Linked DNA regions of Triticum aestivum: region 1 is linked to region 2. Evidence: chromatin contacts called from public Hi-C data. All regions are on one chromosome and are shown on one strand. The core of a region is the stretch at or near the end of the contact, and the rest is flanking DNA. Distances in the headings are between cores, read along the strand shown.

Region 1 (5,149 bases), core at 626-3,125, 530 kb before region 2:
AAGCTTAAATTCTACCAAAAAGAAACATCAAATGCAGCACCACCATGAAAACAACCTACCAACTACAATTCCTGTTATTGACAAACAAAAACATTAGGTGACAAACAATTCTGCCGATTTTTACATCAACATCGATGAATTTCAGATCTTCAGGGGAGATTTCTCAGCCTTCAGACCAGCTCCAACTCTGACCATTCTTGGTCCTCTCCACATCGCTCTGGCTGATTTGGTATAATCTGTTGTTCACCCACGATCAATGCCCGCGGATCATGAAGCGGCTCTGGACTTATACGTGCACTTCCAAGCTCAAGGGATTTGCTTGCCTCCTAATTAATGACAGGCTGAACACTAGGGACATTATGGAAATGAAAAACTGACAAGTTTCTGATAGCAACAGGTGTGTTCTCCACTCAGGCAACATGGTTGAAACTCGTGATCTTCTCCTTGGTTCGTGCCCTTTCGGACAATCTTGCTGGGGTAGGATGGATCTTCAAATGGGTGGTGGCAGCAACTTCAACCAGGAGAGATTTTCAGACAAAATGAGCTCTACCACTTAAACCCCTGATGCAGTTTGTATGCTTTGTCAACTAAATGCCCCCCTTACCTGCTAGCACTGCTATGGAAGAAATTTGCCTCGGTTTATAAAAGAAATTATGTTTAGCCTAGTTTGAGCAAATTGGTTCACAGTAAATTCCAAGAAATTGGTGCGATTGATCATCGTTGACATTACTTATGGCCGGTGAGTTGCTCCTGCTACGGCCTCCGGTGAGTATTGACTCCAGCGGCTTTGGCAACGCCACCGGCTCCTCGCCTCCATCCTCACTCCCTCGGCTGCTACCCCACCCGACACTCTCCACATCGGCCTCCAGCTCGGGCTCGGCAACAATAGCATTCACAACGGCCTCCCCACTGCCCTCCCGCCTCGATCGCCGGCTCGGTGGTCTGACAGCCAACACCTCCACGGCCGGCTCAGCAACAATAGGATTCACAGCGTCGTCCCCGCTGCCATCCCGCCTCGATCGTCGGCTTGGTGGTCTGGCAGCCAACGCCTCCACCGCCGGCTCAGTAACAATAGGATTCACCACGGCATCCCGACTGCCCTCCCGCCTCGATCCTCGGCTTGATGGTCTCGCGGCCATCGCCTCCGCCTCCGGTGCCGCTTCCACGCGCCTATCCGCGCTCGAACTCCGCGCTCCGCGTGACAGCTGCTGCAGTGGTGTCTCCTCCTCCACGGCCGACGCGACGTCTGGCTGCGCCTCGACGACCCTCCCAGGAGGCGCGCTGAGACGGCCGCTCTCCCTCCGCGGGTCTCTCATCCGCACCGGCGCCTCCGACTCTTCCTCCCGGCCGCGAGTGCTTGCAGGTCGCGCCCCTCGAGCGTCCCCGGTGCCGCGACGCGAGCGCGCGTCGTCCGCGTAGCCCATGTCCTCCCCGCCGCGTACCCCCCGAGCGTTGCCGACGTCCTCGGTCACGCTTCCCTCGCGCCGCAATCGCGTGGGGACGTCGTCCCTCGCGCCGGGGTCATGAGGTCCGCCGCGCCTCCGCGAGGGAGAGTCAGACGACGGGGCCGCAGGAGGCGTCGCGTTGCGGCGGTAGCGCTGGAGGTTGGGGAGCGGAGCTTCGATGATCATGCTGAACTCGCCCGCCGCGCCCGCGTGGGCCATCATGACCTCCTCCATGCGCAACATGGCCTCCCGCGCCGCAGCCGCGCGCCGGGGATCCGACGCCGCGGCGGCGGGTCGTGGCCTCCGGGCGGGGCCGACGCCGCTGGCCCGGCCTGCGTCCATTTCTGTAGCTTTGACTTTTGTTTGACTCGTTCTCCTCTCTCTCTCTCTCTCTCTCTGCCCTCAGAGCCTCGCGTTTGGGTCGGAAAGAGAGGGCAGGTTGGAAATTTGGCGTTGACGGACGGGAAGGCTGGCGGCGGCGTGACACGCGAGCGCAGTGGGCGTGCGACTCGAGCAAAAGGACGGAGCGACCAGGTCAGCTCGGGTGCGGAGGCCCATTGGGGGACGCGCGATGAGGCCTGGTCCAGACGCTCGGGCCATGCTGGCCTTGTGCGCATATGGCACAGCGGCAGCGGCCGGATGGATTTTTTTTTTGAAAGGACCAATGAAAGAATTCTGATGCGTTCAGCCAGCAGGAAATCAATCCACCGAATGAAAAAGAGAGCACCTATGGCGACTGAATATTTTTGGAAGTCTCAGCTTATTCTAAGTGGACCGTTGTGTTATTGTCACTCCTACCACTGGCGAAGCTACAACAAGGCCAGGGCCCGTCCAGCCCATGGCCGAAACATTGAAGAGTATATGTAAAATAATGCTTTTTGAGAAATAAATATTTGTTTCCCTTTAGCTTGGCCCACTCAACCATATTTGGTAGCTTCACTATTTTCTTGTACCTTCAAGACATAATTTCTTCTCCCCATGACCCTTCCTCTCCCCGTACGGACTGCTATCCCCCTATCTTGCCTCATGTGTGGTCTTGTCCGAGCTCTCGCCGGCAATGGCCATGTTATCATCATCTTGAGCTCGTGTGGTGTCTAATCCAAGAGAAAATCAAAATGAACAGCCCCCATCTGTACCAACGAAACCTCGTCCTCGCCTACATTGGTCGTGCCATCTCCGTTGTCGATGAAGTCCTGGGTTGACCTCGTCGTGGATGCCACAACCATTAGCGTCGCCCTATCTCAGCCTTGAGACTTTGTGTTGTTGCTTCCATGCGGAATCGGCCAATCTAAACCTTATTTTCAGGCAACTGTGGAGTCTTGTGCGCCCAATTATTTGAAATTTTTCGTGAGGTCTTACATAATGCTAATAATTCTAGGGAATCAAGTACACAATTCTAAGGAATCCGGTACCTCAGGGAATGCTAAACATAGAAATAATCCCGTGGATGAAAATCTCCTAGGACTCATCCAAAACAAATGAGCAGTAATAGTAAAGATATCTTTGTAATGATAAAGATAATCTTTATTTTGAAAGCAATGGTTTAAATAGTTGAGAAAATGATTTCTTTCTTCCTCAGTTACAAGGACGCATCCTTCTCTTATTTTGTGGCGTGTCATGTACCGTGAGAATGCGATCCACCGGACCACATGGATGAACTTGTGGAGAGCTTTTTCTTCGTGATGGCCGGCCGATCGATGCCGATTTTCCCATTAAACAAAGTCAAAAAGGTCAGAGTGAATAAGGGCACGCATTAATGAGCCGCGTTGACCGTGCATGGATTGCGTGGCATCGACCAGACCGCCTCGGGATTCCCGTGTGATTTACTTTTGGGTTCCCTAAGCTACTGCTAAGCTCTGACTATTTTACTGGTATACCGCGTAGATCAAGCAGATTAGCAGAGCATAATTTTCGCTGGCAGAAATGCAACTGTTCATAGTACTACTCTCGAGCATTTCTTTCTTTCTAATAGCTTTCTACGTAGAAATTAAGCCGCATATGTCTGGGCTAATCAAATTTCCGGAGCAAACACACACGGTTCGAGTGATCGAAACTTCCTCCGAGCAGAACTCAACCAGAGAAAGCTTGCGCCTCTATATCGCCTCCCTGATTTCTCTGCAGCGAAGGGATTTCTGGGAGTGTTCCGTTATGTCTTACTATTTCCGCCTAATTAACCTCTTGCCAAAGATTAAAACTGAAACGCGGGCAGCGCTGGAAAGGAAATGTTAGCAAGTACTAATTAGCAGTAAATACATACCTTGGGCAACGCCATCCCGAAGAACTTGTCCTTGACGCCGCCGGCGCTCTTTGCAACGTACCCGTGCAAGGGGCTCCGGCCGCCGCCGTAACGCCCGTTGGTGCTGCCGTCGTCGTCTCCGTACCCGTTCTCGTCGGAGTCGGAGTCTGCGGCGGCGACTCGCGCGCCTGGGCGCGACATGACATGCGCCAGCGCCGCCGCGGCGCGCGCCTTGGACCGCGCCGCCAGAGGGTGTACCGGTGACGACGTGGCTGGACCCAGGGGGTGTGCCGGGGACGCCGGGGCGGAATACATCTCCGCTGGCGAGCGTCGCCGGCCGTATGTTGGGCTCCCTGCCCGCCGCCAGTCCATGGCTTAAGTCGACTCACCGTAGAGTAATGCCCTTTGTGTGTACTACGAGAGAGGGGGATATTAGGGAGCACTATCCCTACTCAAGAATGAGAAAGATGGTAAGACTGTATGAGAAGGTAGCGTCGGATCAGGAAAGTATAAATGTCAGGCCCAGGCCCATGGGCCTACAGTGACTCAAGAAGACAGAGGCATGGCCAAGTGAGCCCACTTACTACTAGAAAAATGGTTCCCCTCTCGTTAGGGTTTAACTCCTCTCGGCGGCGGCGATTGTTTTCGCCCCCACGTAGAGATCGATCTCTCCCCCTCCCCTACCTCTATCGCCGGCGTCGCTCGGCGCCCTCGGGGCTCCGCTTCCTGGCGGTGGAACAGGGATCGCTGGGATCTTACCGCCCGCGGTTTCATCAACTCTCGAGCGAGAGAACTATGGCTGACGCTGCTTCTGGATCGGGCGGTCTCACGTCTGACCTGGAGGCGATGATGGAGGAACTTGGACTCAAGGAAGCCGATCTCCAAGATGTGGTGATCGAAGATGAGGAATTACCGCCGGAGGCGACCCGCTGGATGGCGATAGCTAGGGTTCATACGGATCGAACCTATAGCCAGTACTGGTTCTTCAGGAACATGAGGGCGGCTTGGGACCTGGCCAAGGATGTGAAAATCAGGCCGCTCGAGGACAATCTATACACGCTGCAGTTTGCATGCCTGGGAGACTGGGAACGTGTGATGCAGGATGGGCCGTGGTCTTTCAAGGGCAGGGCTGTGGTTTTGGAACCATATGACGGCTACACAAAACCTTCGTCAATTGATCTAACCAAGATAGAGATATGGATCCAGATCCACGACTTTCCTGATGGTTTCTTCTCAAAAATCAAGGCTCTATCTTCAACAGTGGGCGAATTCATATACGCCGAACCAATGTCCCAGGATTTCGAAGGGAATTTTGCTAGAGTTTGGGTTAAGATAGATGTTACTAAACCTCTGAAGAATGCAGTTTATTTGGTGGTGAAGAAGAAGGATACAATGCAGAGAGAGATATTCAGGGTGAAGTATGAACGACTCCCTGACTGGTGTGCGGTGTGTGGTTATCTCGGACACC
Region 2 (5,615 bases), core at 2,157-4,656:
ATTTTGCAATCTTTATTTTCCAATCTATACAACAAAAATACTAAAAATATTTATCTTATTATCTTTATCAGATCTCACTTTTGCAAGTGGTCGTGAAGGGATTGACAACCCCTTTATCACGTTGGTTGCAAGGTTCTTATTTATTTGTGCAGGTACTAGGCGACTTGTGTGTAGTCTCGTACTGGATTGATACCTTGGTTCTCAAAAACTGAGGGAAATACTTACACTACTTTGCTGCATCACCCTTTCCTCTTTAAGGGAAAACCAACGCATACTCAAGGGGTAGCATTCATCGGGAGGGGTGTGGCTTACCGCAAAACGGGACTCCATGGGCTACTGTTCACCTCCACCGTCGACCTCCTCCAGCCTCCACGGGTTACTGTTCATCCACCGTCGACCTCCTCCAGCCTCCACCTGTGACTGTTCATCCACGGGCTCCTGTTCATCCAGCCTCACCGCTCCTCCGTCGGCTACTGTTTAACCATCCCTCTCCACGGGGTCCTGTTCAACCACCCCTCCACGGGCTACTGTTCATCCAGCCCTCCACTGGGTCCTATTCATCCACCTCCAACCGGCTCGATCGGGATCCTGTTCATCTAGCGGCAATGGCCTCTACTACCACGGGGTCCTGTTCATCCAACCCCCATCGGGAACTGTTCATCCAAACCCCCAACAACACTCACTGTTCATCAAGAGGCAGCAGGTTCGATCAGCTTCAGTTAGTAGCAGTAGTGAAGGAATCGCTCGATCGGATTCAGTTAACAGCCAGATCGATCGATCGCTTGAGTTCAGTAACACGTAGCTTGCAGTGCAATCGCTTGGGTTCAGTAGGCGAACGCCTTGCTCGAGTTTAATTAGAGCCCAACGCCTCGCACCCACGCGCGTACGTGTACGAGAGAAACGCGCATCGCTCGGCCCCGACCACCTATCGTAACCGGGAACTCCCCGATATTTTCCTCGCCCTCGCTTCTACCACGGTTTTTCCCGTCATGGACGGCCCAAAGAATGTCATGCAGCCGCGTCTCCGGCCCGCCCAAGACGAAAATCCCATTTTTTGTCATGATTTTTTGTCATAAAATTAGGAGCCCGCCACATCTATGATGATACCGGATTTTGTCATAATTATCGTCATAGAAGTGTCATAAGCATGACAGAAAAAAATTCGTTCGGCCCAAAATGTCACGGATGTGTCTTTTTTTATAGTGAAGGTAAAGTTCCATGAAGAGTTTTCCAGACAAATATTTTTACCTTTGTCGAACAGTCCAAGCTCCAAATTCTTTGCCACACACTTCCGACATGCATTGTTCCTTGTCCATTTGGTCGACGTAGGTTACCCCCAAATTTGTGACCCCAGTCAACATAATATGCAGATTTCATGGAAAACCTAATTTTTTTGTCATACCCCATGCAACAAAGTCCTCCACATCATAATTGAGAAGTAGAATGGCTAAGCTTTAGTGAACATCCACCTGCTAGAAGGTTTTCCTCACCAATTCCTCATCCCACTGGTTAGTACTAGGATCAATCAAGTCCTTTGCTTTTGATATGATATGGTTGCCATGTACAATAACAACTTTTATGTTACATGAACCATGAATCAATGGGTCATCCCATATATTGATTTCTGCCCATCACCCACTCTCCAGATGCACCCATGTTTCAGAGTGTTCACCCCTGCCATAATACTTTGCCTAGTGAAGGAAGCTCCCTTTTCTAATTTAGCATTGAGCAAATCTCCATCAGGAAAATACTTTGCCTTCAGAACAGTACCGCACAAAGAATCTGGATTATCTATTAACCTCCATGCTTATTTTGCTAGAAGAGCCAAATTAAAACGGTGGATGTCTCTAAACCCCATACCTCCTTTGCACTTCGGCCACACAATTTTCACCATGCCATTCAATGCATTCTCTTTTGGTTATCACCGCCCCCACCAATAGTGCGACATCGACCTCACGTCCACCAGCACAGGCAGAAGATAGGTCGCGGACTCCTCTGGGGATGAGTAGGGCGTCTGAGGTGGCAGGGCCTTATGTCCCAAGTGGGTCGGTCCGTCTCCCATGTCCTACTCTTACTCACTGGAGACCGGACCTTCACTTCACGGGTCTTAAACCCCATCTGCGCTCATGGAGACGGCGAGGACGTGGTCGCCGATGCGGAATACAAAGGAAGTGGACGACGGGCGTCGCCGTATGATAGGTTTAGGTTCGGCCGCTCTCCCTTTTTAAAGAAAAATGTCCTAATTGTAATGAATGTGTTCCTGTTTATATGGAAATTTGTCGGATTTGCATGAATTACGTCCGGTTTATTTAAACCTTGTTTGAAATGTATGCGAGTAACATTGGATGGCTGGCTCCCGTATCCATATCCACGGAGTAGTACCCCCTATCCGCGGACAGATGCGGGAGAAAATTTGGGGATCAGTGTTGAAGATACCCTTAATGGGTTGTAACTACTCCCTCCGTCCGAAATTAGACGACGCTCAAACGGATGTATTTAGGTGCATTTTAGTGCTTGATACATCCATTTGTGCGTCAACTAATTCCGAACGAAGGAAGTATTTAAGAGGAAGTGTCCTCGTCGCCATCATCTCGTCGACCCGACCACAAAATCAAAACTAATAGCATATAGAGCCGGACTCCCCAAATTAATTGGGCGGACGCAAGGCCACCAACCGGACATGAGAGAAGGAATTTTTTTGACCTAACTGGACCCCTCAAAGCTCCTTAAATGTCCGGGCTGTCTGGCGCTTCTCATACTGGCCTCGTATATGGGATGAGTCTGAAGAGTGTCACGTCAATGGTCCTGCGCCCGCCGCGTATGATTTGACCCACCACGGAGCATCCTTTTTCCTTTCTTTATTATTTCTTTTCTTTCCCTCTCTTTCTTCACCAATCATATGCATGTGAGCGTACCTATAAAGAAAAAAGTGAAAAATATGAGTGCAGACAAATAGGAAGTCAAAACAAACACATCCGGATACTAACTAGGCGCGTCCACATATGTTTGAGGGCCGCCCAATCGGACGGCCGTAGATGCCCCAAAAGAAATAAGAACCTAACAGTAAAACTGAAAAATGAAAGGAGTGAGTCTCCACTCTCCTGGCTACCTATGAGGTGGGTCTCCACCCTTCTGGGCTCTGGCTGCCGACGAGGCCGCCGGACGAGAGAGAGAGAGAGGAGTGAATCCTTGGGTGACGGCTAATGCTAGGAAAAGGCGACCGTGGACACAAGTAAAGCGTCCAGTCCCCCCAACACAGAGGATCCCGAGCACAACTGTCTTCTTCCACATCACTAGGTCCACCTGGGCGACTAGAAACAGCAGAGCATAGCTAGCAGACACGCACAAGAGACAGCCATGTGGGGCCCGAGATACAGACTGTGCGTGCATCCTTCCTTCATCCTCCTCCACCACCACTCCTCCCCTCCCCTGTTTCCGCTCCGCCCCCGGTAAACCCCCATCCCGTCCCGATCCCCACACCACCCCTCCCCGGAGGAATCTTTGCTCCCTCCCACTTATATAAACCCCTCTCCGCCACTCCACTCTCCCAGATCTACATCCTCCCTCCACCCCGTCTCGCCGGCCGCCCGGCCGCCCCCCAATCGTGCGTCGGACGAGGTGCGTACCCAGTTTGTCGTGTCTTCGATACAACCGAAGCTCCTCCCACCCTCTTTCTATCCATTTCTGCGATCGATCTAACCCACGCGAGCATCCCCGGCTGCTCTCCACCAGGCCACGGCGATGGATCTCCTCGCGGCCGCCCGGCCCCAGTGGCTCCTCGCCGGCGCAGCGCTGCTGCTCGCCACCGTCGCCTTCCTCAGGGTCCTCCTCGGCCCCGGCGGCGGCGGCAGGCGGGCGCCGCCGATGATCCCGGGGGCGCCCGTCGTGGGCGGGCTGCTGCGCTTCCTGCGGGGCCCCATCCCGCTCATCCGGGCCGAGTACGCCCGCCTCGGCCCCGTCTTCACCGTCCCCATCCTCACCCGCCGGATCACCTTCCTCATCGGCCCCGACGTCTCGGCGCACTTCTTCAAGAGCAACGAGTCCGACATGAGCCAGCAGGAGGTCTACCGCTTCAACGTCCCCACCTTCGGCCCCGGGGTCGTCTTCGACGTCGACTACCAGGTCAGGCAGGAGCAGTTCAGGTTCTTCACCGAGGCGCTCAGGGCCAACAAGCTCCGCAGCTACGTCGACCAGATGGTTGCCGAGGCCGAGGTCAGCTCTATTCTCTTCCTTCCTTCCTTCCCCTGTTTTGTACGTAATTCTCAAGTGAGATGCTTCTTCTTGGGTTTGAATGAGTGCATCATAGTCAGAGGGGAAAACAACACTTCGTATGTGACTTTTTATCCTTACTATGGAATGCGCTAGCAAAGGAAGATGTAGGATGTTTGATGTGCCTAATTTGCCGATGCTTATGTTAATTGAAGATAAATATCAGTGGGGATTTTGATGATTCCAGTGGCCTGCTCGGTCACCAGTATTCATTTGAATGCAAATATGCATTTCGCGTATGATCAGAACTTAGAATAATGTGTTGCATGCATAGGTTTGATATATCTGGATTTCTGGATCAAAGGAAATATTTGGTAATACAATTGTAGCGAACCGTGGTGAGTAAGAGAAATCAATGCTTGCGGCAAGTTCTCCAATACAATAGTAGCACTGGAGTACCATAACTGAAGCTTGTTATTCCAGTGCCTAGTTGGCTAGTTGCTTGTTTTGCAAGCATTTTTGTGTCTTTTTTTTTTAGCATTTTTGTGTCTGAAAGGTGAAAATTATGATATAGTATGATACTAGAATCACAGTGTCAACCATTTCTCTCTATGTAAGTAGCATTTATCGTCGTAGTTTATTGAACTATGCTTGCTCCAATTTTGGCATCCTGCACAACCAACAGTCGGTCTAACTTGTCTTGCAAAGTTGTATGGAAATGTAAGTGTGCACTTCTGATCAGAACCTTGTAAAAAGCTTGACTCGGGCCTGCATTTAAGGACTCCTTATGAACTCGCTGCTGAAACAGAACAAGTTTTATGTAAGCATTAACATGAACAGCATGGTTTGTTAGTATACACCTGTACACATACTGCAGCGGGAGATCTGCAGAATCTCACCTCCCTTGCAACTAGTTTCATAATACTGATTGTCACCCTTATTTACAATGACAAGGTTTGCTACATTTTCTATACAGCCTATGCTGCTATATGACCAGTATGATATTTTTTATAGAAATCATTGTCATCCTAATAGTAAACAAAGAGTTTGCACAAATAACATGGGTCATCTTCTCAATCAGTTGCTCCACATTTGATTTAACATTTGCTATTCTTCCATGCTAGCATTTAATTTGTTTGTCAAGATAAGTCATATATGCTATTCAATTATTTTTGTTGTTGTATAGGTTCGTTTGTTCTGGCCATTTTTTTGGGTGATTAATATCATCTGTGAATCCAATCCACCTGCAGGAGTACTTCTCAAAGTGGGGAGAAAGCGGCACTGTGGATCTGAAGTATGAATTGGAGCACCTCATCATACTGACTGCTAGCCGATGCTTGTTGGGAAGGGAAGTGCGAGAAAAGTTGTTTGATGATGTTTCTGCTCTCTTCCATGATCTTGACAAT

What was found. A called contact is a pair of places that touch in the nucleus more often than the background predicts.
Region 1: a contact with region 2 is called in a Hi-C map of leaf, with 3 times the contacts expected there. The contact joins the promoter of LOC123086444 here to the promoter of LOC123086443 in region 2. A contact is called at or near these places in 2 of 5 Hi-C or Micro-C datasets (both in leaf).

Annotation. Positions count from the first base shown.
Region 1 is chr4A:472,611,870-472,617,018 of IWGSC CS RefSeq v2.1, reverse strand. It overlaps LOC123086444 (coiled-coil domain-containing protein SCD2), which reads right to left and starts at 1,875. Exons shown (of 16, transcript XM_044508208.1): 1 at 731-1,875. The coding sequence starts at 1,787. It overlaps LOC123086445, which reads right to left and starts at 4,142. Exons shown (of 2, transcript XM_044508209.1): 1 at 3,703-4,142; 2 at 2,777-3,560. The coding sequence starts at 4,053. The coding sequence ends at 3,516.
Region 2 is chr4A:472,084,611-472,090,225 of IWGSC CS RefSeq v2.1, reverse strand. It overlaps LOC123086443 (obtusifoliol 14-alpha demethylase-like), which reads left to right and starts at 3,406. Exons shown (of 3, transcript XM_044508207.1): 1 at 3,406-3,618; 2 at 3,733-4,212; 3 at 5,460-5,615. The coding sequence starts at 3,742.